Regions from separate parts of the Mus musculus genome. Here regions 1 and 3 are each linked to region 2. A link is a contact called in public ChIA-PET and HiChIP or PLAC-seq data. All regions are on one chromosome and are shown on one strand. The core of a region is the stretch at or near the end of the contact, and the rest is flanking DNA. Distances in the headings are between cores, read along the strand shown.

Region 1 (4,370 bases), core at 369-2,868, 96 kb after region 2:
ATATTTGTAGTACCTAACAAAGTGGAATGTCGTGTATTATATATGTGATACATAGCAGTTAAGTTGTGTGGTTCACAAAATAGTCAAAAGCAAAAAGCTTGTAGATACTCGGAACAAATGCAATTCTTACGAATACTTTTAGTCTATACACAGAAAAAGCTGGCTGAAAAATAAAATGATTATTTTTAATCATTTTAACAGTTATTAATTGTGTGTATGTGGCAGGCCTGTGACAGGTAGAGGACAACTTGCCTAAGGCACCATGTGGGTTCCAAGGATCTAACTTGTCCCATGCTTGGCAGCAAGCACTTTATCACTGTGCCATCTTCCCAGTCCTAGCTGTAGTTTGCAGTATATTTTATACTGCAGCAGCCACTGGCTTGTGTGGGAGCTAGTGCCTAGACCAAACCAGGATTGCTTCTCTTGAAACCCTCTGGCACTCATTACGTGCTTGATGAATAAATGGATGGACAGGTGGCTGTGTACATTTCTCTCACTTTCTCAGTTTCTTTCAGTAAATCCCAAAATATCATTTTCCTTCAGAAATTCTGGCATGATTCATTCCGGGTCCTGCCCTGGCCATGCCTTCTGTGTTTCTCATTCAGCAAGAAGTCCACTCAGATTTAGTTCACATTAAAAATAAACAGAGCTTTTGATATCCAAATTGCAACTTGCAGGGTATTAGAGAAGATAGGGAATTGCAATTTTACATACGATTTTCCCCGATTTTCAGCCTTGAGATTTCTCCCTTGAAGACTATGGCAAATGTGCATCCCTCTTTGAAATGTATCAAGATGTAAAGGGGAATTTGAATGTATTAAAGTTTGCAGCAAAGAGAATATAAAATGTAAACAAGAAAGAACAGTTAAATGTGTGAGTGGATATGGGGATGGGTAGAATGAGAGACGGGAACCATGTATGTGCGTCGGGATGGATAGGAAATATGATGAACAGATATGAGCTGAGGAGGGGTGTGAAAAGGATTGAAAAGTTGTGCAGGTGGGCGAATACAAGAATTGGTGGGCAGGTGTAGTATGGCTAGATTAGTGCATTTGCAGAAGGAAGATGGGTGGACAGAGGAATGGATGGGTGGATTGTGAGTCCGAGAAGGATTTAAGAAATTGGTAGATATTTTGAGAGCATGAATGAAATGTGTTGAGCACCCTTGGGTTTTCCCCGGATCAAAGATCAGATGAGCGGTTTGGACTTCTCTCAGAGGGAAAGAGGAAAGAACACTCCCACAAGTTCCCCACTTTTCAGTCCCCACCCTGGCCAGGAAAGCACTCTCCACTAGGATGGATCTCTCCCTCTCCCTCTCTCTCTCTCTCTCTCTCTCTCTCTCTCTCTCTCCCTTCAGCCTCTTTCTTTCTTCAGTTCCTCCCTAAGATAAGTCCAGCTTCCTCAGCTTCCTGGGAAAACCAGTCTTTCCCTAGCCAGGTTCCCAAGTTTAGTGGCAAAGGAGAAACTGGAAGATTTAACTGAGAGGGGCGAGGTCTTAGAACTCAGTCATTCTCCTTGTCCCAGGCAGCGCTTCTCATAGGCTGGTAGGCTGGGCCAGGGTAGGAAGCCTGTGGAGTGGCCCTGGAGAACGTGGGCGCACGGGGGCTGGGGGGGGGAGGGGGGCGGCCATTCTCTTCTGTCCAAGAGAGCAGGGCAGGAGTGCAGGGGCAGTAGCGAAAGCAGGCTGGTGTGTCTTTAAACTTCCGTTGGCTGCTTAGTCACAGCCCCCTCGCTTTGGGTGTGTCCTTCGCGCGCTCCCTCCCTCTTAGGTCACTCACTCTTTCAAAGCCTGGAATAAAAACCACAGCCAACTTCCGAAGCGGTCTCATTGCCCAGCAGCCCCCAGCCAGTGACAGGTTCCATTCACCCTCGTTGCCCTTCTCCCCACGACCCTTTTCCAGAGGCGACTAGATCCCTCCGTTTCATCCAGCACGCCATGGACAAGTTTTGGTGGCACACAGCTTGGGGACTTTGCCTCTTGCAGTTGAGCCTGGCACATCCACATCAGCAGATCGGTGAGTGGCCCGCCACCGCGCCTGAGGACTCCAGCTGGATGCCTCTGGGTTGAATCGCCCTGGGGAGGGACTGTAGTGAATTGGGCTAGCAAAGCAAAGCTGGGATTTGGGGCTATGCTATTGGAAAGAGTTTACGCCTGGGAAGTGCTGCTTTGGTGAAAGGAAAAGAGAAAGGGAGAAGAAAGTTTGCTGGGCAAGTTGCCCGCAGATTTTGGGCGAGGTCCCCATGCTTGCTGGAGCACATGGCTCAAAAGTAACTGTACTCTTGGATGCCCGCAGCCTCTGTCCCGACTAACAGGCTCTGGTGCTCAAGGGCTCCCCAAGCCTGGCTAACTGTGGCTAGGCAGGTAGAGGCAGACACTGGAACAGACCTGTAGAGCACTCCCCAAGGTGTGCACATAGCTACAGGCCAGAGATTGGGCAATGAGCTTTTCAGAAAGGAGCCTTGAAAAGCTGAAGACAGTGGGTCCCAGCTTTGACTAGTTTTCGGGGCTCTTAAAGTCAGCTTTGGTCACCAACGGCTTTATTTTAGCTTGTGGGAGTTTGAACTGGTTTGTGTGAGGCTCTGAGTGGCCTAAAGGTTCCAACATGGACCAAGGAGGACACATAACCGGAGCAATAATTCGACCAGCCGCGCAGTGCTTGCAGTCTAGGCAAAGTCAAACAGCAACAGGGTTCATATTTGCTGCCTGGCAGCCTCAGAGCAGGAGGGGACCTGTATCAGGGTAACCTGTGAACTTTAGCGCAGTCCCTAATATCCCATCTAAATGTGGTTGGTGACTTTGGTGGCTGTGGAGAGGAGGAGCTTGGGCCAAATATCCAGTATGGCTCATTTTCAAGCGTCCCCCCTCCTTTATCTATATATGAACAGATAATTCCACGAAGGCTTTGGTTATCATCAGCATAGTTAAATTTTCTTTGAAGAAGTGCCAGCTAGGTCATTAAGTCAGCTCAGACTTCAGTGAGTTCCTCTCAACAAGAATTACTAAATCCAGTTCTGGGGGTAAGGGGTGCCAAACTGGGTTTTTTTTTCTTTTTAGACATGGTACGTTGGGATTAGAAAATCGCACCTCCATTGTTGAATGTTAAATTTTGAATGCTGATGCAGAAGTAATGCAAATAATAATTGCAGTAGGACACTATTGGCCATTTGTGTGTGTGTTCTTTGCTGTGCTATGTTAGGTAATTCACATAAGCTATCTCATTTTATCCTCATGGTGATTTGGTGACAAATGCTCCCCCCAACACCTTACCAGTAGGGAAACAGAGGCTCAGAGAGGTTAGGTGACTTCCCCTAGTCACACAGCAAGGAGTGGGGCTGGGTGTGAACTTGGGTTCATTAAGTTCCCTAGCTTAGACTGCCATGGGATATCTAAAAGCAAGTGCTAGACAAAGTTGAAAAGACCTTCAGGGACAGTAACAGTCTAGCCAGCAGAGGCTGCAGTGGAGGCTCCCATAGGGAGCCAGAGCTCCTAGGATCCATTGGAAGGCAGAAACATTCAGGATGGATGAGGGAAGGACAGAGAGAGCCTGGACCTGACCTCAGAGGACAGGAGGAAGGTTGGCACACTGCTCCCACCTTTGTTGGGGCTGAGGAGCCGAACTCCCACATTTTCCTGGCCTGTCTCCCGGCTATTCTAAAAGGTCTACTCCCAGATACCTGTTGCCCTTCCAACCCCCCCTGGAGTCAGGTTCTGAGGCCAGCAGGCTCTCTTCTGCCTTGGGGTTTCTACCTTCTTGTTGTACAGTGTGGCTCCAGGACAAGTAGAGCTGGTGCCAGTAGCAGCAGCTCCATGGACCCTGGCTTTCACGCCCTTGTAAAGCCGATGAAGGAACTGAGACTCTGAAATGAGATGTGACTTAGCACAGGATGTGTGTGAAAGAGAAAGGGGAGGGAGAAGAGAGGCATCATGGTTGCCCCATTCTGGGAGTGACTGGTTTGGGAAGATGATGAGGAAGCACTGAGACCAGCAAAGTTGCTGGTGGTGGGGCTGAGGGTGGGGAGGGTGGGGAATGGAGGTGGAGGGGCGTTGGGGAGGGGTGGCGTAAGAGGAGGAAGCATCCATCACTGTGCTGGCAGTCAAACGGTAGAGAAGTGGTGGAGGCCTAAAGCAACTTCTCCCCCAAGGGAAGAAAGTGGCCCTAGACCAAAGGCAGAGGGGACAAGTGTCCACTTGCATCTCTCCTCTCCCTTTCCAAAGATCGTGGTTAGGAAACTGTACCTCTATTGTTGAGGAAGATGGGGTTCATCTGGGAGTCTTGGGACTTGGGGACAGCAGGCACCGTTCTGCTTCCTCTGAGCATTGGCAGTTAGAGTGTAGGCTAGGCCTTCCCAGGTGAAGAAGTAAGGAAGCA
Region 2 (4,092 bases), core at 224-2,723:
TGGCTTTAAGCATTAATCACCTCAGAAAGCATACAGAGATGTAGGTGAGTTAAAGAATCTGGGGTTTTCCCTTGATGTTTTAGACAGAGGGGAAGCCACTGCTATAAAAAGTCGTGTAAAAAGCACCTCCATGAAGAATGTGGGGCGAGTCTAATGTCAAGACCATTTTAGTGTTAGGTAAGTCCACTGAGGGAATTCCCTCCCTTAAAAAAATAAAATGAAACAAATTACTAGAAACCACTGCTCTTGCTGTTTCTTCCAGCCGCTGGTCTCTGGGGTGTTATGAGGAAGGTGAAGTTGTAGGCGGATCCAGGAGACTGCTACCCCCGTGTCAGATGGTGGTGAGAATGCACTACTTGGTACTTGGTGCCTTTATAAAGAGGGACATCAAAAGGCTGTGACTGATATGGGCCAAGGCACTTGAATGCAAGGTGACAAAATAAAAACTGGGGAAGTACACTGCTATCTCAGGAATGAAAGGTGGTGTCTCAGATTTCTCAGAGTGGGAAGGACCCAGCTTTGAAATTATCTGCTATAGACATGAAGCAACCCAACTCTTCAGGTTATTCTAGGGTATGACCTGTGACTCCAGCCCAAGGGAGAGAGCTGGTGTAATCTCTTGATCGCCCCAATTCAAGGTACCTGTTTGATGAAAGAAATCACCCAGGCTTATGACCTGGGCTAGAACTAATTATTAAATTTCTGGTCCTGAAGTCCCTGTTGGCTTCTATGGTTTCTTGAGGTCCATTGAATGGAAATCTTGGCAACAGAAGCCTGAAACAAAGTCCAAGCTCCCCCTCAGACTGTCCTAAGGGTAGCTTTTGATCATGAGTTACATCGATTCTTCCCCAGAGTCAGCATTAACCATCTGGTTGGTGCAAGCAACACAGCGTTATCCACATAAGGGAAGCTAGCTTACCCTCGGCTGTCGCCTGGTTGAGATCTGTGGCTTCTTTTATTGTCTTTGCTGTTAAACATAGTTTCCCTTTATTTTCCTCTTGCCATGGAAACCATGATAAATAAAAGAGAAGCGTGATTTAAAAAGGTCTCTAGCTGCAGATGCATGTGGCTTGTGAGATCAGTCAGTAAACATGTGCCTGCTTTGGTGCCAGAGATGAGCTATAAATCCTGGGGATTAAAAGTGGGGGAAGGGAAAGAAAACTTGAAAGCATTGGTCAAGGAAAATAGGGGCTTCGTGTCAATGTGTTCAGGTTTCAGTTTCTAATATTTGGTGGTGTTTGTTCATAAGGGTTTGTGGTGTGTATGATGTGTAAGTTTTTTTTGTTTGTTTGTTTTGTTTTGTTTTTCTGGAAAACTGAGTTAAATCCAATGGAAGTTTGTGTTGTTGTTTGATCGGTTGGGTTTTTGGCTCTCCTTCATCTAACTTCTTTAGGGAGATTGTTTACAATTATGCTGGCATGGTGTCACACAGACTCATTCCAATGGAATCCAGCTAGGTGGTCCTAATGCTCTTGTCCCAGCTGTGGACATGTGTTTTGATTTAAACAGTGTTTGGCTGGACCATGGTCTGCTTCATCCTATGGAAGATGTAATTTTCAGCAGAAGACTTGGGCTAGCATCATGCCACCTACAAAGTTACTCCTTTTAAACAGAAGATTTCCCACTTAATCTCCAGATATAAATCTGAAGATCCCACAAGTAGTTTATCCAATGTGGTTCTCAACCCTAGGTTTATAAACCTGCCTTGGTAAAACAGTAGGTATTCCCTACCACCGCTCACCCCATACCTCATCAGTCCCAGAGATCTAGAAAGCCTTGGATGAATGAGACTCTGTGTGTGTGTGTGTGTGTGTGTGCAAATATCTGTAAATGCCATATATGATATTTAAAGTGTAACTATTGTTGAGAGCTCCTGAATTTAAAAAGTATGCTCTCTCAAAAGCAATATGCTTTAATGATGAATAAAAAATGAGGCTAGGAAGGAGAGAAGATACAGAAATAAGGATAGTTAAATAGTGCCTGTGTTCCTAGAGGCTCCTCTCCATGCTTATGCTAGCCCTTTCCTTACCTGATGGCTTCACTAGATTTTCCATAAACGTGAGTGCTTTAAAACTGTACAGCTCTGGGGCTAAGAGATACCTCATTTGATGAGTGTCTTCCTTGTAAAAATGAAAACTTGATCCCTCGAGCCAACATAAGTAAGCTGGACATGGTGGTGTGTGCTTGTAATCTTGGCATTAGAGAGGCAGTGACAGGCAGATCCCAGTCTAGCACAATGAATGGGATCCAGACCAATAAGAGATTCAGTCTCAAAAGTAAGATGGACAACCCCTTAGTAACCACAGTCCAAATTGACCTCTAGCCTCTACTGGTGAATACACAATGACTAAACCTATGAACGCACATCACATACGCACACCACACATACCACACACAGACGTACCAACAACCAACCACCACCACCACCACACACACCACCAATCACCATCATCAATACCAACAATAACAACAACCACCACCACCAACAAAAACAACCACCAGTCACCACCACCACCACCACCACCAACAACAACAACAACAAAAACAACCATCACTAACAGCCACCACCACCAACAAAAATAAAAAGAACCATCACTTACAGCTACCACCACTACTACCTTAACAACAACCACCAATAACAACAAAACACTATAAAATCCCATCCATTTGGAAATCAGAGGCATGGAGAAAAGTCACCTACAGGTTTAATTAATTAATGATGATGATGATGATAAATTACAGACCAGACAGCCATTTTACTAGGCTAATGTTTTCATGAATTTCCATGTAAGTGAACTGGTTCTTGGCTGGCTCAACTTTAGTTGGACTGGGTAGGATTTTCTGAGGAGTGTTCAGCTTATACAACAGATACACATATGCTGCTTATGACCACTCCCCATGTCCTCTACAGTGTTTAAGCCTTTGCTTGACTCGTCCCTTAGCATCTTTGTAAATGAGAAAATAGGCATGAGCACTTGTCTGCTTTTTCTCAGCTAGCAAGCGGGAATTGGAGCTTGGGTCTGTTGCTCAAAGCCACACTGCAACTACAAACCCCTTGGCTTCATGCCTTGCCTGTGGAATAAACCGTACTGGAACAGTAAAGACCATTATCTGACTGATAGAGTACCTACTTCAGGGAAATCCCTAACATATGTTCAAGAATATGAACAGAAGACCAAATATTCTGGTAAATGTTCCAGAGGTGGCTGAGAGCTTTATTAAAAATGTATTAAGCAACTCTGAAAGAGGGCTAACCTTTGCTAAATCTGGGTGCTTTTGTTTGTCTCTCTGTCATTCTGTAGGTCTGAAGTATTTCATTGCTAATTATTCTTGAGTAATGGGACATAGAAGAAAGATGATAAGCTTCTTTGTATAATGAATTATTCAGGTGGTTTTAAATAAACTAGAGGGCAGATAATAGTTGATATGACCTCAACAGAGAGATAAGGTGGAGAAAGGGGTGTTGTCTAATTAACTACAAAGGAGAGGGGAATATGAGAAATAATTGAATCACCAGCTCTCTGTGTTCTGTTGTATGTGTTTCCCCCCAGCGTTCTCCCCAGTGTGACTCTTCCTGCTTAATGACTAAGGTCAATTCGCCAGTAATATACCCAAGAAGAAAAGAGACATTGGTTTTTATGTTCAATGCTAATTTTTCCAGCAAAATACTAGTGTTCATGAACCACAGTCACTGCACGTCACAAACTCAAAGCCAAAGAGTTCAAATACCACCCACATTGACCTAGCTGTTTTTGTTGTTGTTTAGAGTATAGTATATGTGTGCATGCATGTTTGCACTTGAGTGAAGAAGCCAGTAATTGACGTTGGGTGTCTTCTTCCTCTATTGCTCTCCTCCTCCTCCTCCTCCTCATCCTATCATCATCGAGACAGTCTTTCACTGAACCTGGAGCTTGCAGATACAGGTAGACTGGCTAGCCAGCAATTCCCAGGAATCCCTCCACCTTCTGCTCCCCAGCCCTGGGTTACAGGTGCACACTGGCATATATGGAGCTTTCACAAGAGTGCTGGGGATCTAGGCTTAGTTCTTCATGCTTACACAGCAAGCACTTTACTGGCTGAGCCGTTTTCCCA
Region 3 (4,022 bases), core at 436-2,935, 120 kb after region 2:
AACTTTTCTATTTTCCTCTCTGCAAGGTCAGATAATAGATCTTCAAGGAGGTCTCTTTTGCAAGGTACTTTTATGTTTGAAACAAGGAGAGAAATACGAAGGTTATACTAGGCAAATGAGTTCTAAAGCATTTTTGCATGATGTATCTTATATGTGACACTCTTAGAGCTTCAGGGCCCTGTGCTAATTGCTCCTTGTCTGTTTCCATAGACATCAGTGGGGTGACCCATTTTCCTGGCACTTTCAAGTTAAGACTGACCAAATGATGAGTATCATGTAATGACTGGCCTCTACCTCAGAGTTTTCCAGACTGGTTTAGATATTCCCATAGGGGAGTTTGAGAGGGCCAGGGTAACTGGAGGGGTAGGCTAGGTACTGAGGTGAGACTAAACAAGGTGGATTCAGGCTCTAGGTCTATCTCAAAGCCCTCATTCTGGCTCCACCTCAGATAACGATACTTACTGGTCTTAGCCATCCTGAATCTTTCCAGTGCATCATGGTAGCAAAAGAAAGATAGAGCACTACTCTGCTCTATAAATGCTGCTGTTGCCCCTCCTTATCCTGGCATCAACCCAAGAAGATCTAGGTAGACTCAGAAGATCTGAGGCAACATCTATGTTCATCAAACTCTCCCTGCATCTCTTGTTCCTTAAATTCTCCATCTGTAAAGTGGGTGCATAGTACCGACCCTTAAGGCTTCAAAGGACTGTTTTGGTATGCTTGTGTTGCGTATCTCATGAGATAAAGTCCTATTAACAAGGTGATCCAGGTCTAAAGTACACGATGCATTCTGTTCTACAGAGAGTGACACCAACACATGTCTTTATTCCTGTGGGAATTTTATGGCCCTTTCTGATATTTGAATGTGCCTCAGGTATGCAAACCCATACTCTGAGCCCTTTTATCTCACAAGTCCTGAAGATGTCCTAGCTTTGATGCTATCAATTAGTTTTATTTAGATTTGAGATTACCCATGACTAGTGATTATACTATTTAGTTAGTATTATGATTTCTATTCTCTTAAAAATGATTTTCCAGGTGACATGTGTGTGATTGCATAAGGCTATTTCCATAAAAAAAAAAAAACCATACAAAGCCTTTTGAGCATATTCTCATTTTACTGAAGGAGAGAGAAAGGCTAGATGTGTCACAGATCCTACTGCAAGTAGTTCAAGGTCACGTAGCTTATAGTGAATAGGATTTGGGTGTGACCCGTGCATCCTCCTTCTAGATGGAGACTGGCTCACCAGCATGCCAGGACTCACTGATCGCTTCTCAAGTGCAGATAATAACAAGTAACCGCTTCTTATTCTGCTTTGTCTCTCACGAGGTCCCTCTCTTGATCTGCCAGTCTTTCAAAGTGCTGCCTCTAGACTTGTGCAGAAGGTGTACTCTAATTAGATGATGTCAAAGTAATTACAGCTGCCCAGAAAAAAAAATAACTGCAAGACAAAGTGGAGCTGTCGTTCTTGCCTCTCCGAACTGCAGCGGGAAAAACCGTATGTGGCCTTCTGCTGCTTTGTCAGTCCACTTAACCACATCCTGAGTTTGTGCTAGTCAATCTGCTAAATCAATAAGATCCAAAAGTGGAAAAAAAACAAAACAAAACAAAAAACCAAAGGTGTTAAGGCCAGTGGATTTCCTGGTTGCCATGGCAACACACAAGGGTACACACTGTGGTTTCTTGTTTCATCTGTCTTCCTGGAGGCTTGTTCCCCATGGAGGACTTGGACTTACAGAACTCCTATTTAGTGAGATAAAACTAGGGGCAAGCAAGCACCTTGATAGATCCAGAAGAAGGGGGGAAATCTTCAGCAGGGTCTTACTGCCCATGTACCCAACACAGAAGCAAAAGGCAGGAAGAAGGCTTCTTCTCACGTTCTAAAAACAACTCAAGGCATCTCTAGACTATGCAATGGGTTGGCTATTTGGAGGACTTGGCAGAATGGCCCGGGTGACAGCTTCTAAGGGGGTTGCTCTTTCATAGAGTCCTGTTGGCTCATGATGGACTCCTTGTTCCTTAAACTAGAGACTGAGAGGTCAGGGTGTCCAGCCAGGCCCCCAGATATTGGGGTGCCTTTCCCCTTTGAGTGCCAAGAGATGAATAGCTCAACTAAAAGCACCCCATGACAAATTCTGAAGGAAATTCCCTCCATATGATTGTGCATGACTGTCTTCTCTGCTCATTAAAACTTCACCCGCCTTGGGGATGATTCCGGGAGAGACTGAGTCACTAGTTACTCATGGTCTGCAGTGGGCAGCCAAAGGCTATCTAGCACCAAGAATGATTTTGGCCTCATTCAAAAGTAGATGCTGAACAATATACTCTTTCATTAGGCACCCGTCACATGGGAGTCAGACGATGGCACAAGTGGTGTAGGGGCAATGGGAAAGCTGCCAGCCTTCTTCTGTACTGGCAGGTTTGGTGGAAGCAGGGGCTATACAGCTTGAATGGTTCCCAGATGGAAACTTCTGAGCTGCAAAGACATCGCACAAGTGGAAAAAGAGTGACTTGCCCATGATGTACTTCGGAATGATGCTCCCTGGCCATGAGTTGTAGATTTATTGGGAACAGCATGCTCAAACATCTTATAAAATATACTTTGTTAGAAGCATTGTACCAGGAGTCAGGATGCTGCAATTAAAGTCCCCTGAGATTGTGCTTTCTTCATAATGGTCTAGGGGACCAAGCTCTCAATTTTATTTTCTTGTTTCTCACAGCTAATTTGTTTAAGGCCCTTTATTGTCCTACCTTTAATCATGGATGATCTAATTACCAATATGTTTTTGTTTTTTGTTGTTTTTTTTTAAAGAAAAATGGCACGTTCCCTACTTGCTTCTAATCAGAATCAGCAGAGCTAGGCTCATGAATTGTGTCATCTTCTGTGTAAGATGTAAGCTCTGCAAGTCAGAGGGCAGTAAAAGAGCCTTGGATTTAAATGCCAAACACTGTGAAAGTAAAACCCACATGTGCACTGGTTGCCACTCACTGCCCACGCAATTAGTGTGGCAGTCTCATAGGGGGCTAGATTCTGTTAAGGACCATCAAGCAAGGGTGTCAGGTTCCAGCTCCATCAGCCTAGCACATCTACTTGGTAAGTCTAGACCTTTGGGATTGCCAATAGACATTTCGGAAAGTCACAAGTGAACCCAGCTGTGGATCAAAGCAGAATGCCAGCTCTTCTCATTAGCTCTGCCTGAGCATGGCTGGAGCACTTGGGATATAAAGGACAGAAGGCTGAAACTGCAGCCAGGACTGAACCATTCCAATTCTCAAAAATGTCTTGAGAAGAGAACAGGATAAGATCAGAGAGAATCTCGGTTGGATAAAGCCAGTGAACAAGTTGCAGTTCAGGAACTCTTCCCTGAGAGAGGATAACAGATCCAATAGTATGGTGATTTTTCCACTGTAGCAACTCAGACCTGTTGGGTGAAGACCTTCCCCCTTCAGGCAGAGTAAAGGAAATTGGGTAACAAATGGGATTCTGATAGTGTTCAGATCTGTTCCATGTCTAAGCTACCACTTAACCCTGTGACTCAAACAGCCTGACTGTTCAGTCTGTACCTGGCTCTACCACTTCCTTAAGACTTCTCAATGAATTAATCAATGCATGTGAGGTGTGGTTAATAAAAGAACATGCTCCATAGGATTGTCGTGAGAATAAAATGAATTATTAGGTGCAAAACTATTGAAAACTGTAACATCACCCAGAAAAGGCGCTGTCTTTGCTTGCTGGTGTTCCTACAACCCATGATAAGTAAACTGTGGTAATTAGGCAAGTCACGGAACACAGGAAACTGGTCTGGCTTCTATGTCTACTATCTCTAAGACGGCGACTTTTCTCCACTACAGTCTACTGTGAGCCAAATCAACAGAAAAATACTTAATTCTGCCTCATAACTCTTGGGGAGAGAGCAGAAAAGACCAAGCATATGGCTAGTTCATGCTAGCAAGCATCAATTCTTTTGGGGTCATCTAAAGAAGGGAGAGTTGGAGAGCTATCCACCTCTCTTGGGCACAG

What was found. ChIA-PET counts read pairs in DNA pulled down with a chosen protein or histone mark. HiChIP or PLAC-seq counts read pairs in DNA pulled down with a chosen protein or histone mark.
Region 1: an RNA polymerase II ChIA-PET map of memory CD8 T cells shows a contact between it and region 2, with 1,417 read pairs. The contact joins the promoter of Cd44 here to the enhancer-like site in region 2. A contact is called at or near these places in 2 of 39 promoter capture datasets (macrophages and neutrophils), 1 of 15 datasets of contacts at CTCF or cohesin (CD8 T cells), 34 of 484 Hi-C or Micro-C datasets (the 3T3-L1 cell line, the AML12 cell line, B cells and 22 more), 12 of 115 datasets of contacts at active chromatin or transcription factors (CD8 T cells, the HPC-7 cell line, Th17 cells and 9 more) and 3 of 9 other capture datasets (bone marrow-derived macrophages, liver and macrophages).
Region 3: a contact with region 2 is called in an H3K27ac HiChIP or PLAC-seq map of thymic regulatory T cells, with 5 times the contacts expected there. The contact joins two enhancer-like sites. A contact is called at or near these places in 1 of 15 datasets of contacts at CTCF or cohesin (CD8 T cells), 10 of 484 Hi-C or Micro-C datasets (B cells, the MC38 cell line, bone marrow-derived macrophages and 6 more), 10 of 115 datasets of contacts at active chromatin or transcription factors (CD8 T cells, the HPC-7 cell line, the NIH/3T3 cell line and 6 more) and 1 of 9 other capture datasets (bone marrow-derived macrophages).

The regions. Positions count from the first base shown.
Region 1 is chr2:102,898,913-102,903,282 of GRCm38.p6, reverse strand. Cd44 (CD44 antigen) reads left to right here and starts at 1,618. Exons shown (of 9, transcript NM_001039151.1): 1 at 1,618-2,015. The coding sequence starts at 1,937.
Region 2 is chr2:102,995,437-102,999,528 of GRCm38.p6, reverse strand. No RefSeq gene overlaps it. Among named protein-coding and RNA genes, the nearest start is that of Gm34483, 56 kb to the right of the region's middle. Within about 2 kb of position 1,473, at least 66 of the 459 cell types and tissues checked have an H3K27ac peak or open chromatin away from gene starts, as enhancers often do. A contact at or near this core is called in B cells, the C2C12 cell line, CD8 T cells and 15 more, where this site is marked.
Region 3 is chr2:102,871,649-102,875,670 of GRCm38.p6, reverse strand. The region is part of intron 1 of Cd44 (CD44 antigen); the gene reads left to right. Among named protein-coding and RNA genes, the nearest start is that of Gm23731, 24 kb to the left of the region's middle. Within about 2 kb of position 1,685, at least 94 of the 459 cell types and tissues checked have an H3K27ac peak or open chromatin away from gene starts, as enhancers often do. A contact at or near this core is called in CD8 T cells, the NIH/3T3 cell line, Th17 cells and 4 more, where this site is marked.